Regions from separate parts of the Danio rerio genome. Here region 1 is linked to region 2. Evidence: chromatin contacts called from public Micro-C data. All regions are on one chromosome and are shown on one strand. Each heading gives the region's core, a stretch centred on a gene start, on an enhancer-like site or on the middle of the called end of the contact. The rest is flanking DNA. Distances are from core to core; before and after follow the strand shown.

Region 1 (5,685 bases), core at 1,579-4,078, 400 kb after region 2:
GTCCCTGCCATTGCTAATGCTGACTGTGGGTTTGGGTGGAGCAGGGGTTCCCCCTGCAGTTACTGGGGGTGGTCCATTGCCTGGAGCACGCCCATTTGGTCTTCCTGAAGCCCCAAAGTTTGGATCCCGTGGCACAGGTGCAGCATTGTTATTGGAAAACACTGGCACAGTTCCATTACCTGATTGAAACACAATTTAAATATTTTAGTGATAAACAAATTGTACAAAGTGACCAGTAGAGAGAAAATATTTAAGGCCCTGTTATACTTCACCTGAAGAACAAAATGGTAACATTAAAGACATTGCTAAATTAAATTGGAAATTTGACAATTTGGCAAAGTGAACATTACAGAAGACTTACTCCCACAGATAAGCATCTTTGAACTACCATTGGACTGTGGCAATGAAACATTAGAGATGCTTTTTGTTATGGAATGAAAGCATGCTGTCCATTCAAATATTAATCCAATACCACTTTCAGAAGAGTAAACTGAAAAGGGATTTAGGCGAAAAAGAAGTTCTACTCATTTACCCTAAAGCAAAACTTTGTTGTGTCATTTAGTAGACACATCTAATCAGAAACAACTTGCAGTATGCTTACAAAATGGCTTTTTTTTTTTTTTTTTTTGAGATTGAACGACTCCAGACTCAAAACCATTATGCTAGTGCTACAAAATTAGCATCTGTCACCGTAGTTGGACAGACTGTGTGAAGTATTAGCCATATTTACTCACCTGTCTGCACAGGAGTACCTGCATTTTGATTTGGTGGAGAATTTCCACGCTGTTCTTTACTCTGCCAAGAGGATAAAAGATAAATGTCATGGTCTTTTAATAATAAACCAGCAAAGCTCATGCTGTTCACAGCTTAAAATATAACTCTGTATTTGCATGCGCAGCAGAAGTGAAACCAAATTCTTGCTAGTCACATTCAGAATAAATGGTTCTAAACAAGGCTAAAGCTTGTTTTACAGACTCCTTCATTTTTATGTTTTCCACTATAAGTGCAGCAAATTTTAGGCATGCAGATGATTCTGCACGTTGAGGAAATTTTACACATGGAAAAGCAATTTCGTATGATCAGGAACACTGGGCTCACCGTCTTGTTCTGTTGGTTAGCTTGTGCTAGCAGCTCAGGATTAGGCTCACTGAAATTTGGAACCTCAGAATACACCATACAGAATCTGTGAAAGACATTACACTATGAGGGCTCCAACACTGAGGAAACATGCCTCTGAATGTCTCTTTTACTTAAACATGTATTTGGCAGAAGGTGCACATGTTACCAATTCATTTAATCCCTGTAAAATCAAAACCAATGACATTAGTGTTGCTGGCATCATTTTCTCCCGAAACATGCTTTTGCCCAGGTCAGTATGATTATTAATGACAAATCTTTATTAGAAATCCCACCAAGACCAATTTTCAGTCAAAAAAAACAAACAAAAATCTAGGTAATAAAATGGAGACTTATACATTTACTTAAGAAAAGTGTTTATAATACATTTCATAATGACACACACAAACCACCAGTCAGTGCTGCATTATAGCAAAATGTGCCAAAGCAGATATTCAGCAGTCACCTAAAACACTGTATGGAGTATGCCCATGCTCTCAAGTCAAAACTATTATTGTTAACATGCACTGAAATTACAGATTCAGCCAATAATTTATGTTGTCACACTCAATGACATGCAGAACTACAAGTATTAAGATTTTTCATTTATTGCCATGGGCCAGTGCTTGCTGCAAAAGTTGCCAGTCACTAATGCACTCTGTAGATTATATTACTGACAAAAAGGTGAATTTTAATTTGTTCATGTGCCAAGTACACCGTTATTTATTAATGTTGAGAAATAAAAGAATCATGAAAATGTAAAACGAATAAATTCTTAAAGGGATGCATTTAATACTCACTCTCCTATTTTCTGTAGATCTCCTCCTCGTCCAGTATACAGTGTAAGGCACCCTTTCCAGATCGAAGCATACCTAGACACAAATATATGAAGCCAAATCAGAACTATTTTCTTTGCACATGCACATTTGATAGTGGTGACGTCTTACACAAGACCAGTGGAACAAGCACTTGGACAATCTACTGACAGCCCAGTGAGGTCTAAATAAAAGCAAGAGTGTAAAGAGGCGTCTCGTACCCTCTCGTAAGGCGGATGATGTCCCCGGGCTGGATGAGGCTGCCCAGCTCATCCCACACAGAGATGGCGATGCTGCCGCTCTTATCCGCCACTCTACACGAGCGCACCTCGTGCCCGTCCTTTGTCTTCGTCACCCGACCTGCGCGTGCACAACAAAGTTCAGTGTAAATTATCAAGCGTTACAAAACTACTAAAACACACACATAACTGCGTTACTCGACAGCAGAGGTGTGAAAATCAAAGCTACGCGGAGCACAAAGCAACACGGGAGACGAGCGCAATGTTACCCTTAAATGTTAGCTGTTAGGAATTAGCTGAGCTCGTGCTAACTCACGGTCGTGAGGGACACAGCAGCCGATCTCCACTTACCGATCTCCAAAACTATAAAGACGATATTAAGGTTTTTGGATCCGGGTTTAACATCTTTAATCAAGATCACAGCTTCGTTGGAGATATTCGACATTTCTGAGGGCTGAGGCGGATGCTAGCACACCGGCTAGCAATACCACAGCCGTGTGAGAGGATTTCTCGATCTAACTTAGAACGAAATATGTGCTCTGAGTGGGTTGTTTGTTCGCTAAATAAACTTTACTTGGCAAATAAATGTGGGTTGTGAGATCCTTTAAGAAAGGCCGAAGTGTTACTAGCTTAACATCGGCGGCAGTTAGTTTATCTTATTTGACCATCGAGCTAACGTTAAAGGAGTGGACGTAAAAAGGGGAAATATTTCCTCCTCGACGAATAAAACGAACTAGTTATTCGCATAAAAACACTTAGCTCGTTTTGCTGAAGGACATTTTAGAGTTCATCCGCCTCCAAACCTTAAAACTAAAGACTTCGCTTCAAGTCTGTCACTGATTAAAATGGTTAGCATCCAGACACATTTGTAAGATCTTTTGGCTAGCCTAGCGTACACAAATCAATACACGACGTCAAGTTACCAAATATCAGTTGAAATGATCGCTTTACATTAAGATGCCGGTTATTATGCGGGCTGCGTTTAAAACGGTGTCAGTGAATACAGACACAGGCGCACACACTGCTGCTCAAACTACTAAACTCGCATCTCTTCATTTCAGCTTCCTTTCGAAAATCATTCATTACGTGTCTGCTACACATTTAAGGCTAAATCGACGAAACTTGGATCAATTTAAAACGGATGTCAGCCGAAATAACTGTAGCTGCCTAACTTTTTATGCCTTATGAGCAGTTCGAAACTTCCTATTGGCCTTTGAAGTTAATGTAGCATGTATTCTACGTGTGAAGCACAGCCATCCTACGAACAAATAAAATAAAAGAAATGTCGCAAAAGAGGGGAACTCTCTATTTCACAGTGCTAGCCGTCTCTCCCTCACTAACAAAGCGTCTGATCCGTGCCAGTGTGTTCAGTTCTTTAAATTCTCCCGAATGTGCCATCGCACCGTTTCGTGGGGGTGTTCAGAGATGCGCTGTTGCTGTTAAATGCTCACAATCCAGTCCAATAAACGCATGTATGCATAAACAGACTGTGAAAATAATTCACTCTTTGGTATACTGTATCGTCAGTATTACATGGGATCAAACGCTTTATGAACTGAAATATTGGGTTCTACCGTGTTCTTGTTACATTGAGCTCATTCTGATTGGACGAGATGAAGAATGTGTCCACATGGATAGGAAATAACCACACTCCATTTCCTTGTACGATTGTCGACGTTGTGTAATATGATTTGATTACACGTTCACAAATATTTCCAAAGGTATTTGGGTTGCATCATCACCCTTCATAGTAATCCGATAGATGGCTGGCAAATAAACATTTTACTGTATTTCAAAGGCTGTATGAACCCAGCTGTATATCAAAAAAGTTGTTTAAACGCTTTGCCCTCAGATAAATAAACATCTAAAATGTTTTAAAGGATTTATAGACAAGTATCGTTATCAATTCCTCACATCTGCTTTCTGAGTCAATGTGGAAACATGACTGGTACATATAGATAGTAAGGAATTCTCTCAATTTCAGCTTTATATATATATATATATATATATATATATATATATATATATATATATATATATATATATATATATATATATATATATATATATAAATTTCAGCTTTATATATATTATATATATATATATATATATAGATATATATATATATATATATATATATATATATATATATATATATATATATATATATATATATATAAAATTATATATATGTGTATGTGTGTGTGTGTGTATTATATGTGTGTATTATTATATCTTTTCTGCATTTATAGCAGATCAACAACAGTAATTTTATTGAGGTCTTGGGCTCACAAAAGCAAAAAGGAAATTCGTCACGAACAGGATTCGAACCTGTGCGGGGAAACCCCATTGGATTTCGAGTCCAACGCCTTAACCTCTCGGCCACCGTGACGCCATCTTAAACTGCACAAAAACTCAATATAGATATTTCTATCTGCACTTCACACTACAGTGATATTAAACTTGTGTTGATTTTTTAATGTTTCTTATTCTTTGATCACTTAAACACAACAAAATACAATTGTACCTTTGTATCAACTTACGTAAAACCAACACGCATTAGCACGGGTTTCACATGAACTTTATGTGGGTAACGTTATATAATTCATACGCAAATGCAGTTACTACATATAGAAACGAAACGATTTTTTTTCAAAGAATTATAATAATTATAATTTTAAATATCATAAGTAACGTAAGTTAATAAACTGACATATATACGACATTTGGCCACACGGTGGAGACAGCATCCAACAAAATGCTAAAAATGTCAAAACTACCCAAGCTCGCTAGACCCAAAAAGAATAAAACACATTTTGCTTGTGTTTTTCAGCGACTATTTAAAATAATGCCAATGTCCTTTTGAAAAAAAGCATAGTCCTGTAAGTAAACCTAGAATAAAAAGTTTTGGCAATTCAAAATAATTAAAAGTGCATGCAAGTATGACTATTAATTACATTCTGCACTGCATTCGCTTTAAAACCCTTAATTTTTTAGGCAAGGTATACAACAAACTGTGTTGCGTCTTCTCTAATATAACATCCAAGTTCTCTTACAAATGTTTCACACACAGTGTAAATTTTTAACTCCGTACTGCAATAATCCTTTAACAATAGACGTAAACTGACTCAGTCTACCTGAAAGCCAGAGAAATTTCTGACCGCTTACCAAACCCACATGTGGTTGATGTTGAAAAGAAACCGTGAAGTTTTCTGTCAAAAAGAGCAATTCATCTTAACTCGCATATTCCACACAAAAGAAGAACAACAGGGTTTTATAGGCTCACAAAACTCCTTTAATTAGCACATCATCGTTTAGGAATTGCACATGTTTTATGGATAACGCCGTTTATTGTAAACACACTGCGCCACGCTCAGGCTGAGTCCTGAAGTTGTTTTATAATGCTTTACTGGCAAAGTGTGTCGCCCAAGTGTGCCGCAAGCCTACGTTTGAGTGAAGGTTTCGGCCGTTAGATCGCCCCCTGGGGGCTGGCTGCAGTACAAGTCATAAAGCCC
Region 2 (5,869 bases), core at 1,132-3,631:
TACTGACTAACATACAAGCTCTCCTGTCTGGTTACAGAAGTCAACATGGGTCTGACATTGACCTCTGTTGCACTTTTAGAGTGCTTATTTGCCTGAACAGAAGGTGTGCTTGCAAAGTCAGTCATATGACACTCAGTACTCTGAACTGTGAAACATCTCAGTTTGAACTGGAGTTCTGAATTCAAAGTAAATATCTAAGATTCATTCAGGTTGGTTCAATGATTCCATAGATAACCTTTTTTGTATGTTACACTGTTACAGCATTGGATGTCCACAAGCAAATATCTGTACGTTTAATAATGTTGTAAACAATATTTTTTAAACAGACCACTTATTTTAGTTTATTTATTTTAGTTTATATTTTTTATATTTTTTTTTATGTTAACAAGGACTAGGTTTTAGCCAAAAAAAAAAATCTAAAGATTCTACGAGAGAAAGTATTTTCTATTATACTATATATTTTTCTTTCAAAAAAACTGTAAAAGTATGCAAGTCAAATTTTATATTATACACAGGGACTGCTACCCAGTTTTGAGGAAAACACGATACAGCGGGGTTAGTTGCAACAGGGTGTTATAATTAAGCCAGACACTGTTGGACACTGTTTAAACAAACAAAACAATTTTTGAATGTAATGTTGAGAACTTTTAAAAAATAAAATGTTTTTTTAATTGAAAATATTTAACAGATTTTTTTTATTTTGCTAATGATGCAAATAAATGCAGTGTATAATAATGGATAATAAAGTACTGAGGAAATATTCATTTATTCATTCATTTTCTTTTCAGCTTAGTCCCTTTATTAATCCGGGGTCGAAACAGTTGAATGAACCGCCAACTTATCCAGTAAGTTTTTATGCAGCAGGTGCCCTTCCAGCCGCAACTCATCTCTGGGAAACATCCACACACACACACTCATACACTACGAAAAATTTAGCCTACCTAATTCACCTGTACAGCATGTCTTTGGACTGTGGGGGAAACAGGAGCACGCGGAGGAAACCCACAGGATTGCACGGAGAACATGCAAACACACAGAAACACACACTAGAAATAGTAACATTTTTACTCCTGGCACTTTTGGCAATACTACACAGAAACCATAGATCCCGTCGTCACACTTTCAGTGCTCATTTGTTCTAACCCCATTACTTTGTTTAATATTTGGCCAAAACCAAAAAGTGTTACTTTGTGCCCCTCTCTCCTCTATGTCTTAAATAATAATTTAATAATTTAAACAAATGTGCCTATAGTTATTTTCAACCAAATCCTTTCTTCATAAATCTACTAACACTTTTTAAACATTAAATCATTTTCCTCACAATATTGCTGATCTATCATTTCCTCAGAACACTGAACTGTTTTTCATAATTTTAATCAAATATGTTATAGAATAAACAAAACAATAACAGCCTAAAGCTATTTCTTTTTGATTAACAGCATTACTAATGGACATTACTTAATAATAAGTTATTATTCTTCTAACCTTTCCATAATTAATGTAAACGAAACTGGCAGGGGTGTTTTTCGTCCACAGCCTGTACCTTACTGATTGAAATAAGTGATTCCTTCATCAAATTGTTTTTTTGTTATATTTTTCAGTAGGTTATATAAGGTTATATATAATGAAATACTCAACAGCCCAGAGCTAAAAGCGTTCTGCTTTTGTCAGTGTTTTTAGGCAGGAAAGGAAAAGGTAGTCACGCGCTTCAGAAATATGCTTCAGTGCAGCGCTTCAACACATTAAACACACACATATACAAGTTATATACTTATTATTATTATCAAATTAATTTACATTACCTGTCTAAAGTCAGTTGGAGATTATACTCTTATATACACCAATTGTCGTTTATTTAGCATCAGACAAGCGTGCCTAATCTGTATTCCACGACAGTACTTAACATGTCACATTTTATATTACAGTCTACTTATTAAGATGTCAGCGGCGCTTATAAGATTACCGTCTGTAGTGCGCACTGCAATGTAAGTCATTGTTTTGGGTTTCTAATCAAACGTGTTCTGACCTGTCTTGAGATACGCTGATAACGCCGTCCTCTTTGGGGATGATCACAGCCGTGTTCACCACATCTTGAAAACCCTCGATCTTGCTCAGCAGGACGGGCTTGCGTGTCTGCGGGCGGGGATGAATCTCTGCCGCCATGGCGCCGTAGTTTGTCCGACACCTGAAGCCTCTTTCGGCAGCATAACACAGACCTGCAGCGCGGTGAAATGCGGTCAGAGTCAGAGATGCTGCAGGTCAGCTGATTTACCTCTCAGCCTGTTCTGTTTACAGTCACACGCGATCTATATACCACGATGCTTACGGTCTGCTTTCAGCTCCCATAGACGCAGACGATCCGACTTCGGAGTAAATCACAGATGAATGCGTTTGCGATGTGCAGCGTTGACGCAGACGAATGCCATACTTGTAAAACCGGAAGTTTTTTCTCTCTTTTTATTTACATATGGTTATGTTAACATCACATACTTTGGTTCATTGCACCATTGCACCTACAATGCTGTTTGCTCAAATGAAACGATTAAATTAATCATTATGTTAGATTAGTTATTAGTTTTTGTTTTTTTTTTTTTTACTTTTGGGTAAATAATAAAACCCACAAAGTGGAAATTGTTCTATTTATAGTAAGGCCTTATCATGTGTATTCCGACACCACAGAATCAGGCTACTGTACATCCTCCAGTGACAGTCTACAAGAAACCATCACAACCCTGTTATTGACTAGTTATAATCTCTGTAGAGTGCTGTTAATTTGGTTGACTTATTTATTTACACATATATTACTTACACATTGGATTACTTAAAATGATTACAAATCAGTAATATAATCTAAATTACAATATTTAGTTAATGTATTCTGATTATACAAAAGTGTTCTGAAGAAGAAAAAAATGCAGTTTACTGTTTTTGTGATGGATTTGTGATTATGTAAACCATGAAAATGTTACCAATTTATATTATGAGCATTATACATGTTTATACATTCATTCATTCATTTTCTTTTTGTGCCTTAATTAAATAGGGATCGCCACAGCAGAATGAACCGGCAACTTATCCAGCATATGTTTTACACAGCGGATGCCCCTCCAGCTGCAACCCCACACCAGGAAACACCCACTCTTACATTCACACTCATACACTACAGCTAATTTAGTTTATTTAATTCACCTTTGCTGCATATCTTTGAACTCTAGGGGAAACCGGAGCACCTGGAGGAAACCCACGGAAACACAAACTCCACACAGAAATGCCAACTAAGCCAGCTGGGGCTCAAACCAGCAAACCTTCTTTGTGTGAGGCAGTCGTGCTATACACTGCATATAATAATGTATACCATCAAATTCAATTCAATTCAATTCAATTCAGCTTTATTTGTATAGCGCAGGGGTACTCGTTGCTGAATATTTGGATGAACGAAAACACTGTAGATGTTGATTTATTCAAGAACCAATCAGCTAGCTAACACGCATGCTCCTGTAAACAACGAATATGCTAATTCCGTATTTTCAGATGCCAATCGGTTGAGGCGTTTTGACGCACGGTACTCGGGCAGCGCTTGGAGGGCGGAGTCAAATGCTGAACGCAGAATAAAACCACTGCAGCCCGCGAGCGAACCTCAGTGTGAGGAGAATCATGGACGTAAACTAAACAGAAAGTTACCATGACAAAAGTTAGGCATTTATTTAAAATTACAGCAACAACACCCGTTTCCCTTGTAAATCAACAACCTTTCCCCCCCAGGGTCTGAGGTTTGCTTAAGTTTACAAGGCATCGCTCTTTCAACAATAACTACAGTTACACTCTTGACAGAAAGAATGCGCGAGTCAGTTAGCATTAGCCGGCTAGCAGCGTGCTGACAGCAGCGACAGGAGGCGAACAAAAGATTGCTCTGCATTTGTCCGATTTCACTGACACTCGGTCCATGTAGAAGGGGCGAATATCAACACAATGCCCGTGCTACTTTTTCTAATAGACACGTCCGCCTCCATGAACCAGCGCTCCCATCTGGGCACTAGCTATCTGGACATAGCGAAGGGCGCAGTTGAGACTTTCCTGAAGGTAAATGAACACACGCCTTTGCTTTCTCGCGGTCTTAATGTATTGAAAGCGTAAAACCCAGCTTTTCCTCACTTTTCTCCACAGCTGAGAAGCAGAGATCCGGCCAGCAGGGGAGACAGATACATGTTAGTGAGTTTCGAGGAAGCGCCGGCTGGCATTAAGGTACAGACTCTTTTATTACATTCCCAAACCGCTTTATTTAACTCCGGACATCTTCATAGCTCACATCGTCTTTTTGCCTTTGAAGAGGTCGAGACTACATCTGTGGTGTGAAAACATTTTGCCCAGCTTAAATTTGAGTTTAAACATGGCCGACATTTTGTTCAGTGTGGCAACAGAGCTCTCTCTCTCTCTCTCTCTCTCTCTCTCTCTCTCTCACACACACACACACACACACACACACACACACCGTTGTGTGTGTGTTCACGCGTGTATGCCAGAGAGATAGAGGAGGGGGGGGGGGGGTAACCTGACTTAGTTGTGCCACCCATAGAGAGAGAGAGAGCGCGCTAGGAGTCGTCAGTACTCTCTACATTATACCTCAGATCGATGTGAGAAACTCTTGAAGCATAACTAATCCTTTGCTCTGTCTTTATTTCACAGGCTGGATGGAAGGACAGTCATGCCACTTTTATGACTGAGCTAAGGAACCTGCAAGCAGTTGGACTGACATCGTTTGGCCAAGCTTTAAGGACAGCTTTTGATTTGCTCAATCTTAATAGATTAGTTTCAGGGATAGACAACTATGGACAGGTATGTTATAAACCATTGACTGGTATAAAGTCTGTGGCCTAATCCCATGCACCCATCCCCAACATTACAGTTAAGCAAGCACCCAGTAGACTGACACTGCCAACACAATCCCAAGCGCCCCAGGTAGCCCACAGTAATAACAAATAAACTCTTGAATGCAAATAAGGGCGTTGATTACAGAGAAATGATTTGTTTGTGTGCTCCACTGCTAGAGTCCTAGGTTGAGTGGGTTGTTGTTTTAGCAGGTTATGAATCCAAAAACGACAGAAAATATGATCCCACTTCACATAGGTGTTATAATAGTAAGATAGAAAGGCCATATGTCATATTATATTTGACAACCATAGATGGCACTATTGGACAATTTCTATAGTTGTGTGATTTTGTATTATACATTTTTTGTTGACTTTTTTTTAAACTACTGTTATGTGGCCACTTTGTTCTCATGCAGCACACCATGATATTTAGGTGTTCTGTGTGCTTACCTGGATGGTGTTTTGCAGTTACAAAGGTTCTGACTGGTTTTAATTTGATTACTGTTTAGTTGCTATTAGGGCTGCGCAATGCATACTTTCAGTATCAATACTGCCGTGTGCATATTCGCAATAGTCGCATCGCAAAATTGTTCAATCTGAATTATAGTTGACCAGGAGCTACACAATTATACTTCTTCATTGTATTTATGATTTATGCAAAATGTTTAGTTTTTGTCTTGTTTCTAGTCCAAATATCTACATTTCAAAGCAAAAACAAGATCATTTAAAATATCCCACTGGCAAATAACTTCCTAAAAAAAAGCACAAAAAAAAAACGTTTTCCCATTATTTATTCTGACGGTGGAAACTAAACTATTTTTACTTGGTCTAAGAATTTTTTTGATATTTTGACTAAAGACAAAATTTTATTTTATTTTTTTTGCAATTTAATTATTAAATTTTTTGTACGCAAATACTACTGGCTTTTCAGACCATCTTCTGAAACTATTCATATCGCAATATTTATTGCAGAAAAATAAAATATCGCAATATCAGATTTT

Evidence for each region. A called contact is a pair of places that touch in the nucleus more often than the background predicts.
Region 1: a contact with region 2 is called in a Micro-C map of caudal fin, with 8 times the contacts expected there. The contact joins the promoter of nabp1a here to the promoter of wdfy2 in region 2. A contact is called at or near these places in 2 of 18 Hi-C or Micro-C datasets (caudal fin and hematopoietic stem cells).

Annotation. Positions count from the first base shown.
Region 1 is chr9:25,837,443-25,843,127 of GRCz12tu, forward strand. It overlaps nabp1a (nucleic acid binding protein 1a), which reads right to left and starts at 2,829. Exons shown (of 6, transcript NM_001008643.1): 1 at 2,522-2,829; 2 at 2,153-2,291; 3 at 1,917-1,988; 4 at 1,099-1,183; 5 at 753-795; 6 at 1-179. The coding sequence starts at 2,615. trnas-cga (transfer RNA serine (anticodon CGA)) reads right to left here and starts at 4,562; the gene lies at 4,481-4,562. It also overlaps a transcript of ftcdnl1 not described here.
Region 2 is chr9:25,441,002-25,446,870 of GRCz12tu, forward strand. wdfy2 (WD repeat and FYVE domain containing 2) reads right to left here and starts at 2,382. Exons shown (of 12, transcript NM_205745.1): 1 at 2,027-2,382. The coding sequence starts at 2,163. ints6 (integrator complex subunit 6) reads left to right here and starts at 3,640. Exons shown (of 18, transcript NM_001126428.1): 1 at 3,640-4,080; 2 at 4,165-4,242; 3 at 4,684-4,833. The coding sequence starts at 3,970.